3 separate regions of the Sus scrofa genome follow, and regions 1 and 3 are each linked to region 2. A link is a contact called in public HiChIP or PLAC-seq data. All regions are on one chromosome and are shown on one strand. Each heading gives the region's core, a stretch centred on a gene start, on an enhancer-like site or on the middle of the called end of the contact. The rest is flanking DNA. Distances are from core to core; before and after follow the strand shown. Region 1 overlaps LOC110255631 (a long non-coding RNA gene). Region 2 overlaps MARC1 (mitochondrial amidoxime-reducing component 1). Region 3 has its middle 320 kb from the start of DUSP10.

Evidence for each region. HiChIP or PLAC-seq counts read pairs in DNA pulled down with a chosen protein or histone mark.
Region 1: a contact with region 2 is called in an H3K27ac HiChIP or PLAC-seq map of skeletal muscle. The contact joins two enhancer-like sites. A contact is called at or near these places in 2 of 47 Hi-C or Micro-C datasets (embryonic fibroblasts and heart right ventricle) and 1 of 2 datasets of contacts at active chromatin or transcription factors (skeletal muscle).
Region 3: an H3K27ac HiChIP or PLAC-seq map of skeletal muscle shows a contact between it and region 2, with 7 times the contacts expected there. The contact joins two enhancer-like sites.

The regions. Positions count from the first base shown.
Region 1 is chr10:10,551,901-10,554,873 of Sscrofa11.1, reverse strand. The region is part of intron 2 of LOC110255631 (a long non-coding RNA gene); the gene reads right to left. Among named protein-coding and RNA genes, the nearest start is that of HLX, 290 kb to the right of the region's middle. Within about 2 kb of position 1,498, at least 9 of the 83 cell types and tissues checked have an H3K27ac peak or open chromatin away from gene starts, as enhancers often do. A contact at or near this core is called in skeletal muscle, where this site is marked.
Region 2 is chr10:10,238,359-10,241,727 of Sscrofa11.1, reverse strand. The region is part of intron 6 of MARC1 (mitochondrial amidoxime-reducing component 1); the gene reads right to left. Among named protein-coding and RNA genes, the nearest start is that of HLX, 23 kb to the left of the region's middle. Within about 2 kb of position 1,642, at least 23 of the 83 cell types and tissues checked have an H3K27ac peak or open chromatin away from gene starts, as enhancers often do. A contact at or near this core is called in skeletal muscle, where this site is marked.
Region 3 is chr10:10,589,182-10,592,363 of Sscrofa11.1, reverse strand. No RefSeq gene overlaps it. Among named protein-coding and RNA genes, the nearest start is that of DUSP10, 320 kb to the left of the region's middle. Within about 2 kb of position 1,668, at least 10 of the 83 cell types and tissues checked have an H3K27ac peak or open chromatin away from gene starts, as enhancers often do. A contact at or near this core is called in skeletal muscle, where this site is marked.

The DNA of each region.
Region 1 (2,973 bases), core at 249-2,748, 310 kb before region 2:
GGGGACATCCGCATGCCGCAGGTGTGGCCCTAAAAAGTAAAAAAAAAAAAAAAAAGAGGAGGGGATTATTTTTTTAATAAAGAAAATCACAATGATCTTATAAAACAAAAGTATGTGCAATGAGGATTTCTTTATGATGTTTAAGCATTTACATAAGATACACTGATGAAAGTTTTCGCAGAAGCACGGGGGCAGAGAAAAGAAACCGAACTATAGAACATGGGCTATTTCAGCGAGGACAGTTTCTGTGCGTTCCGTGATGGAAGCATCCAACACAATCACCACCGAGTAACTGACTCATCCTCCTAGACACATGCCATCCTGGTGTTCAGGCCTCATGGCTACTCCTAGCCAGCCGGGGACTCGGCTGAGGGACCAGCCGTAAGGCACCACAAGTCTCCATCATGGAAGGATGCCCTTGACATTATTAGCTCCTGTCCCTGGATCCATTCCTGCCAACACAGCTGTTTTACTTAGAAGCCCACTGATCCAGTACCAGGCAAAGACTCTGATAGGCGACCTTCGTGAGTCATTCTTTCCTCCTGATTATTTAAAAATCTCTCCAGAGCGGACCTTTTGATGAGCATGCAGATGTGGTACAAATACTCTCCTATTCTGGCTCCTCCTAAGAAGTCCACCCAGCTTTTCCCCTAAGCTTCCGCAGCACCAATTCTCCACTATTTTTCCTTCTGAGCCTCAGACTGTCTGGCCAAACCATCAGCCACTGTCCAGGAACTGGATCTAGCTCCTCGCCTTGGGCCATCTCCCCTGGAGAATTAGACATACCGCGACACATCTGCTCCCCAGGGACCTGTATTCTCCACGGTGCTTGGGGACCACCCTTGAGTGGAGCTCACGCACGACAGCGATTCACAACCAAGAAAACTGACCGGCCCCTCGCCATACGCTACAGAGAAGAATTGGCCTGGCCACAGGGAGAGCACTGCAGCCCTGCAAGACGTTACAGAGAGTGGTCTGGGATGGGACCTGGGTGGAGGACAAACCTGGGGTCCCCACACTTGCATCTGAGGGAACCCTGGAGCGGGCGGGGCGCCTGATGTGGTGGCTCCTGTTTCCTGTGCGTCGGCCCTGCATTCTGCTGTCCCGGGAAAACCCTGCCGAACTCTTCCCCACACTTGGGAGGTGCACCCGCCGTCCTCACCCCAGGTCTACACTCCAACACAAACAGAAGTCGTTCAAAACACATCCTGCCTCTGTGGTGGGCAGAAATCTGGAGAAATTCAGGGCCAGGGGGCGGGGCCGGGGCCGGGGCAGGCTGTGGAAAGGGTTTTGTTTCTGAGAACCTTCATTTCCAAGCTTCCCTCAATAACCGCATTTTCTTGGAGTTCAAGATCAGAGATACGCTACCCTGGTGGCCTTTTAACCTGAATTAACCCAGGAGCCCATGGGGTGCCCCCACCTCCTTGAAGGGCTCGATGCAGCTTATAAAAAGATGTGGCCTCTCGTCTGTCTAAGGCTGCACATTCCACATCAGGCCACTTCCTTCCCCACGGAGCCGCTGCCTGGCTTTTCCAAAGCTGATATTAATATCACAGACCATTATAATATAGTTATTTTCATGGAAGGCAGAGAGGAAGTCACGTGGCATTAATTGGTCCCATGGGGTCCTGAAAGTCTCCGTTTAGCATGTTGTTTTTACTCATATAAGCAGCAATGAAGTGGAAACAGTGAGGAAGTCACTGTGATTGTATTAAATGAGTATTTTTTTTCTCTAGAACTTGTTTGGTTAATGAGTCATTATTCCTTTTTTTAATTGTATGAACATATGTAGTAGCTGGGTCAAAGATCCATGCGCATTTTCTTAAATGCACACACACACACACACACACACACAAATGCACATATCTTGGCCACTGTTTGCCTTTTTTTAACCTCTGCTGTGATGTCAGCTTATTCAAAGGCTGGGGCCACAGAGAAGCTAACCAAAGTGTATGAGTTTTGGTGGTTTGGGGAAAAGGAATTCAAAAGCTCCTGAGCTTATAAAGATATATTTCATCCTCTGTAAGTTACTGAACCAGGAGGGTTTCATACCGAAATGTTGATCGCGCCAGAATCCATCACTCTGTGTTTGTGTCATAAATTTTATCTTTCAGAGGCCCCGTCGCACGCATCATCTTTTTGACCTTTGCAGTGGCCCTTTGAGGTAAGTAGGCCAGGGTTATGATCCCACTGGCGAAACCAGGAGCCCATCTCATAGAGTCCACATGGACTTTTTAAAGATCCATTAGGGGAGTTCTCGGCATGGCTCAGCAGTAATGAGCCTGATATCCCTGAGGATGCGGGTTCGATCCCTAGCCTCGCTCAGTGGCTTAAGTATCTGAGAACCTCCATATACCACAGGTGGGGCCCTAAAAAGACACACACACACACACACACACACACATCCAATAGATGCTAAATGATGTGATGGCCTGAAAACTAAGGGAAACCAAGAAACAAATTGGAGCTCTAGGGAGACTTGGCCATGGCTCCGGGCCTTCCTGAGTTATACAGAGATCCTGGCAGATTTTTGCCGAGTGAGCCTGAACTGCAGCCAAACTCTGCAAGACCCCCTCGCCACCCCCCACAACTACACATGACACGTTGACTCTCTGTTCTCAGGACTGTGTCTACCAACCACAGTGCTGAGGGTCTGTGTCTCCGTCAAGGTTACATGAAGGTGAACAAGAAAGCAAAGCCAATGATGGAAAACCCTCCGGAAACATTTTCTGGTTGAAGGTGCTGATATTAGCATCATTTGTGGGTTCCCTGGACACGAGAAAAATTCTTTGGACAAAGATGCCCCAGAAGGACATCTATTCTGCATCACTTAATAGGACGGAGGTCGTGGATTACAAGCTCTACTTCTCTTGAAGGTTCTGAGGTAAGAAAGATAAGATTGGGACAAGAAAAACGATCTATTTTTCACTCCAGAAGAGCTATAGTGTGGTTTACCCTGAAAGCTGGGTATTA
Region 2 (3,369 bases), core at 393-2,892:
TTCCTCTGAGTATTATTTGGATTACATCTCATTTGTTTTGATAACTGGCCTTCTTATAATTTATTTATAAATAATTTTGATTTACTTTTTTTTTTGTCCTCTTTGGGCCTCACCCACAGCACATGGGGGTTCCAAGGCTAGAGGTGGAATTGGAGCTGTAGCCACTGGCCAACAACGCCACAGCCACAGCAATGCCAGATCTGAGCTGCATCTGTGATCTACACAGCTCATGACAATGCTGGATCCTTAACCCACTGAGCGAGGCCAGGGATCGAAACTGCATCCTCATGGATGCTAGTCAGATTTGTTTCCACTGAGCCATGACAGGAACTCCCAGTTTTGTTAAACCCAAGAACTTAGAAGGACACCTAAAATTTTTCAAACAGTTTTTCAGATGTTCCCATGTGGCTCAGTGGGTTAAGGATCTGACTTTGTCACTGCCGTTGCTGGGTCACTGCTGTGGTGCAGGTTCGATTCCGGGCCTAGGAAATTCCCCATCCTGAGGGTGCAACCAAAAAATAAAATAAAAAAATTTGAAAGGAGAGACTCCTATGTGTGTGTGTGACACCAATTTTTGATAATTTTTACTTTTATTGCATGGCACACAGAGAATACAACTTGTATGATTTCACTTAGTTTGGAATTTGTTGAGATTTTCTCTGTGGCGCAACGTGTGTTCTAATTGTTTTTAATATTTTTAATAATAATATGTGTTGCTCTATTGAATACCAAGCCTTACACATATCTATTAGCCAAATGTGTTATTAAAATGCTATTATGTTATTGCTTGTTCTGTATATTTATATTTAGTCTTGTTTTGTGTATCTTTATCAGTTGCTTCTTGCATTTTTACTGGTTTTTGTTTTGTTTTGCATATATATATATATATGGAAATATATATATATATGGAAAGCTAGATAACTAGATAGATAGATACGGTTTTATAGGTATATATAGTTATACGTATGATCTATGTATATGTGTGTATATATAGATATATACCTATGTATATACGTATTTCACCCAACTCCAATATATCTCTTTTTTTTCCTTCTATGACATTCAAATTTCCTTTTTCCTGTCTATGATTCAGTATTTATTAATACCTGGGAAGCATCACGTTACTTTCACGAAGAGCACTTCAGCGACGGGACACACACTTTATATTTTAAGTAGTTATTACTATTTTTTCATGGCGCGTTTATATCTTTAAATGGAGCTTTATTTCCTGCTGGCCGTTCCTTACACATCGCTCTGGAAAAATAGCCCCTGATATCAATGGAAATCACACCAAGAGCACGATTCCCAGGCACCCACCCTGCACCGGGGCGCGCACGCTGTGCTGCGGATGGAGGGAGAACTCACCCTTCTTTCATCCATCCCTTTCCTGATCCCGCCCCCCCCCCATGCTTTCCTAATCTGGTTCTGTCTTTGCTTCCTCTCTCCCACTCCCCTTGCCGCCTTCTCCGCGGTCCTTCTCCCAGCAGACCTGATGAAGACGCCTATTCCCCACAGGCCTTCGGAACAAACCCTGCTCTGTGGGCCTCCCTCCCCGAGAAGGTAGGTGGCTGTGTCCCTGCCTCTGAGGCCTATTTTTACACACATGTTTGTCCGGAGTCTGACGTGGTTTATCACAGTCTGCAAAGGCCCATTGTTCAGCACTTCAAGAAGAATGTTGTTATATTGCCTGCGAGTGCGTCAGCCCGGCTCTCTCTGGACGAGCTCTTGGATGAAATTAGATAATTTCCATTAGAAGACTGTTCATTATTAGTCCCTGGTGCCAAACTGGAGAAGGAGCCAAGATGACTATTTCTGGCCAGGCTCACCTCAGGAAGGAACCTTCTCAGCTTTAATGGGCTTTTGCTATTGTTGGTAGCCTTCTGTTTGACACCAGGCCAGCCCAGGGTTGGAAATTGTTTAGAAAGCTGCATGAAATATAATAGAACCCCAGCCATTTGCTGAGGCACATTCCTGCACAATGTTTATTTTGAAGAAGGGAAAAAAATATATTGTCCTTGGCAGACAACAATTAAAAAAAAAAAAAAAAAAAAAAACCCAGTAACTTGAATCTCTGACCATATGCTTCTTGTTGCCAGTTGTGTTTAAAAACTCCCTGCTGGTATCAGAGAATTTCACACTGAAGTGATAAATCTCATGTAATATTTATAAGCATCTTCATTACAGACCCGGGAAGATATTTAAAATTACCAAGGCCTTGCAAGGCTGAGGCTATTTGGAAGGGGTGGGTGAGGAGGAGGAGAAGGGGCTGAAAGAACATTCCAGACTCACAGTGGTCCCAGTCTGGGCCCAGATGTGGGCCCACAAAAACCCTCTGCCCTGCTGTCTAGTCAGAAGTCTTTCTCACCCAACAGATACGGAGGCTGAGCTTTTCCGAGCTGGTTGTGTTCTGAGCAGACTTAGTCCCAAGCCGTGGAAGAGAGCAGCAATAAATGCCTCGTCTCTTTAGTCTTGAGGACTTAGTACAGAACGCTCTTTGATCAGAATGGTGGCGATTTTCATTTGGTTTTATTTTGGGTTTTGTTCTGTAGAAGCTGGCTCACCATCAGAGTTGACTCTGAGGCAAAAATTGCCTCTATTTTGGCAGAACTATTGCATGAACAGTCTAAGCCTATTAAAATGTGGGACATTTTTAAGTGAGATTGACATCCCTGAACTGCTTTCTTACAAATTTGCTTAGTGTCACAGGCTTGGCTTTCTTTGATTGTCCAGTCTTTGGGGGGCTAAGTGAACGTGCTTGAATATGGTAAACAGAACAAAATTAAATCAAGGGGAAAAAAAAACCCCTAAGGTGGAGTCTCAAAAGACAACCCTTGAAAAGGCAATCAAATTCCATGTCTAAGAGTGCCTTAGTGGAATGAGCATGCAGTTTCCCAAGACGGCTTAAAGATAAAATCTGCAAGTCTAGAAGCTGATTCCTTCAAATGACATTAAGACGTCCTCAGACACGCTGCTTCCTTCCAATCATCTGGCCTTAGCCTTGGCCTTTTCCTCTTTAGCTCATTTAATAAATAAAATGTACAACTGCGTCTTGACTGTCAACAACAATGGGAGGGGGGGAAACAGAGATAATTTAAAAACATTCGCCCAAGCCAATCAACAAATCAACTTTTGACAGAAATGTCACCCTCTTCCCATGAAATCTCTCATCAGAAATACTGACCCACGGCCAAAACGGACTGGTGGGTGGTAGCTGAGCCCAGTCTAAAGGGCAATGGAGACGAAGAAGGCCCATAGACTCAGCTCGGGCCCCACCTAGAAAACAGGGTTCTGGTTTATCCTGAAGGGGGGGTCCAAGCACCCATGGGCACCAGGAATGAGTTCCAAGTGGCAGGAAGAATCCTGAGATGA
Region 3 (3,182 bases), core at 419-2,918, 350 kb before region 2:
AAAACCAAGGGTACCACCCAAAAATCTACAGCACAAAATTTAAAAGAAAAGAAGAGCCACTGTAGAACAAAAGAGAAAGAGACTTCAGGACGAAATGACTAACACAGTGAGTGGGCCTTGCTTGGCTTTCGAACTAAAACCAGACAGATTGAGGGAATCTGGGAAAAGGCAAGAGAGACGGGGCACTAGCTGACTTGAAAGCACTCTTATTCATTTTTTAGGTATGATACTGACTTGGTTATTACGACAAGAATGGAAAGCCCTTATCAGTCGGCAATGGCGTAGATCTGCTCACAGGGAAAATCCGTGATCTGGTTTTAAATCTGCATGCAAAGAAGATGTAGATGAGGGAGGATCAGCTAATTAGCCAAACGCTGATGAGTGTGAAAGCTGAAGAGCGGACGCCGGCAGGTTTTATACCATTCGCTCTATTTGTGTACACAGTGGAAAATTTCACAAGAGAACATGAAGCCTAGCTGGCCCCAGCAGAGCAGAAAGGACAATGTAAAATTTCAGGACGACAGGTTCACGCTCTCACACAGCCGTACTCCAGGGGGACCCCAAACATTTACTGGCTTTTGTGCAGACTTTGAACACGTTCCAAGTGTGATAATCTGGTGCAAGCTGCTCATTATTTTTTAAAAATACAAGATCACATGCACTGTTAGAAGCATCAAGATGTCATTCTATTCGTCTTGAGCAAAACGTTCCTCCCTGTGCAGCATTTTCCTTGAAAGTGGAGGAGGGCAGAGAGAGGCTGGGGTGAGAGGTCGGGAAGGAGAGACGACCAGTGAGATTTCCCCGTTCGGGAGAAGGGCACGGTCCTTGGGGAGACAGTAAATTGAAATGAAGGCTGTTGCAGGCAGCCTACAGGATGTGCCTGCAAATGTAGACATATCTAAATGGTGAAAAAGTCTGTTTGTGCCCATTCATCGCCAGTGACTGCCTTGTAATGTGCTCCAGCCCCTGGGAATGGTGGCTGGACCCGGGAGCGGAGGCCGGAAGAATGGGATGGATTGGACAGAAGTACTTTTAAGTGCTCTGAAGGCTGTTGTGCTCCCCGCGGCTTAATAGCCAGGTCCCCCGGGAGCCACAAGGAAGGAGCCGAGTGAATCCCTACAGCTTTGCATTTTAAGGATAACAAGTCTTAAAACAGGTGTGAGCTCAGAAAGCTCCTTCTGCCCCTCGTTTTCCGTCTGCTGTGGCCCGTCGGCTCTCTGGGTTCATTATCATTCCACAGAACGCGGTCTGGGGTAGGCGACAGGCAGGGAGGAAAGAGAAGCTGAATAAACAGAAACGGCTTCGAGTGACTAATATTCATTAAGTCCGCTGGTCATGCGCTATGACATTTATTAAACTGTGGTTTCCACGAGAATGTGTGAGTGGAGCTAATGAAACACAAGCGAAAAAAGAGGCTCCGGGAAAAGGTCCCTGGGACCTGGATGAGACTGCTGAGTAATGGCACGAGAGATTATAACGTTAAAAGCTTCTGGTGCCGTCTAGAAGGCTGGTTGTTGGAAGGATGGCTCTCCGCGGAGGGGTGGGGGGGAGATAGGCGGGAGCCTGCACGTCTGACTTGTCTGAAGAAGGGGCCTCGAGCTTTTCCCTGCTGTTGCTCCAGGCCGGAGAGGCTGCGCGGCAGGCCTCTGCGCCTCAGTGCTGCCCTCTGGTGGAGAAGGTGTCAGACAGGCCCCGCGCAAAGAGGCACCCCCATCGCGAAGAGGTGGGGATCGGAGGGATCCTGGGGGAAACGCTGTGCAACTAACTGTGTGTGGTGTCAGGAGCGGAGATGAGCGCTTGTTAAAGTCATCAACTGTGCATAAACGGACGGAAATTCGGCATGAGAAAGAGAGCTCAGGTATCCCGTTCTGGTCCCCTATTCCATCAGGACTTTAGGGATGAATTTCATAGAATTTCTTAGGACCCCACCTAAGGTGTTACCCTTCCCCAAAACATCTCTTTCATAACCTCGTTACATGTGCCCAACCGGAAACCCGGGGACTCTCCTTGACGCTCCTTTCCCTCCCACACCTGTTATCAAGTCCACCAGCAAGTCCTGTTAGCTCCCGAGTCCCAACATCCCAGGACCACTTCTTATCCCAAATACCGCTAGGACCCTGATCTGAGCCACTGGCATCTTTTCTTCAGGATGACTGCAGTTCTCCAAGCTGTGCTCCTGGCTTCCAGTCTTCCAATCTACGGTCTGTTTCCACCAGCCACCAAAAGGACCCGTTGGAGCTTGTTAAATCATTTCATTTCTCGCCTCGAAAACTGCCCGTGGCTTCTAAGCTCATGGAGAGCAAATCTAAAGTCTTACAAAGTGCTGCGGCCCTCAGCGCTGACCCCAGCTCCCACTAACTGCATCTTTCATTGCTCTCCGCTCAGTCTCTCCCAGTCACAACCTCCTCGCCTTGTCCTCAGAGAGCCAGGCACAGCCCTGACTCAGTTCCCTCTGCCTGGAACCGTCTTTCCCCAGATGGCACAGCCCTCCATCCTTTTCTCCCAAGTCTCTGATTAAACATCAAGGAGAACTTTTATTTTTATCATAGTTGATTTACACTGTTCTGTGAATTTCTGCTATACAGCTAAGTGTCCCAGTCATATATATATATGTTCTCTTTCTCATGGTATCTGCCGTCATGCTCCATCACAAGTGACTAGGTATAGTTCCCTGTGCTGCACAGCAGGATCTCACTGCTTACCCACTCCAAATGCAACAGTTTACCTCTACCAGCCCCAAACTCCCCGTCCATCCCACTCCCTCCCCCTCCCCCTTGGCAACCACACCTCTGTTCTCCATGTCTGTGAGTTTGTTTCTTTTCTATAGATAGGTTCATTTGTGCCACATTTTAGATTCCACATGGAAGTGATATCATATGGTATTTGTCTTTCTCTTTCTGATTTACTCCTTTTAGTAGAGTCTCTAGTTCCATCCACATTGCTACAAATGGCATTATTTTGTTCCTTTTTATGGCTAAGTAGTATTCCATTGTATATATGTACCACATCTTAATCCATTCATCTGTCGATGGACATTTGGGTTGTTTCCATGTCTTGGCTGTTGTGAAGAGTGCTACAATGAATATGCGGGTGCATGTATCTTTTTCAAGGAAAGTTTTGTCCAGATATATGCCCAAGAGTGGGATTGCTGGATCATATGGTAGTTCTATATTAGTTTTCTG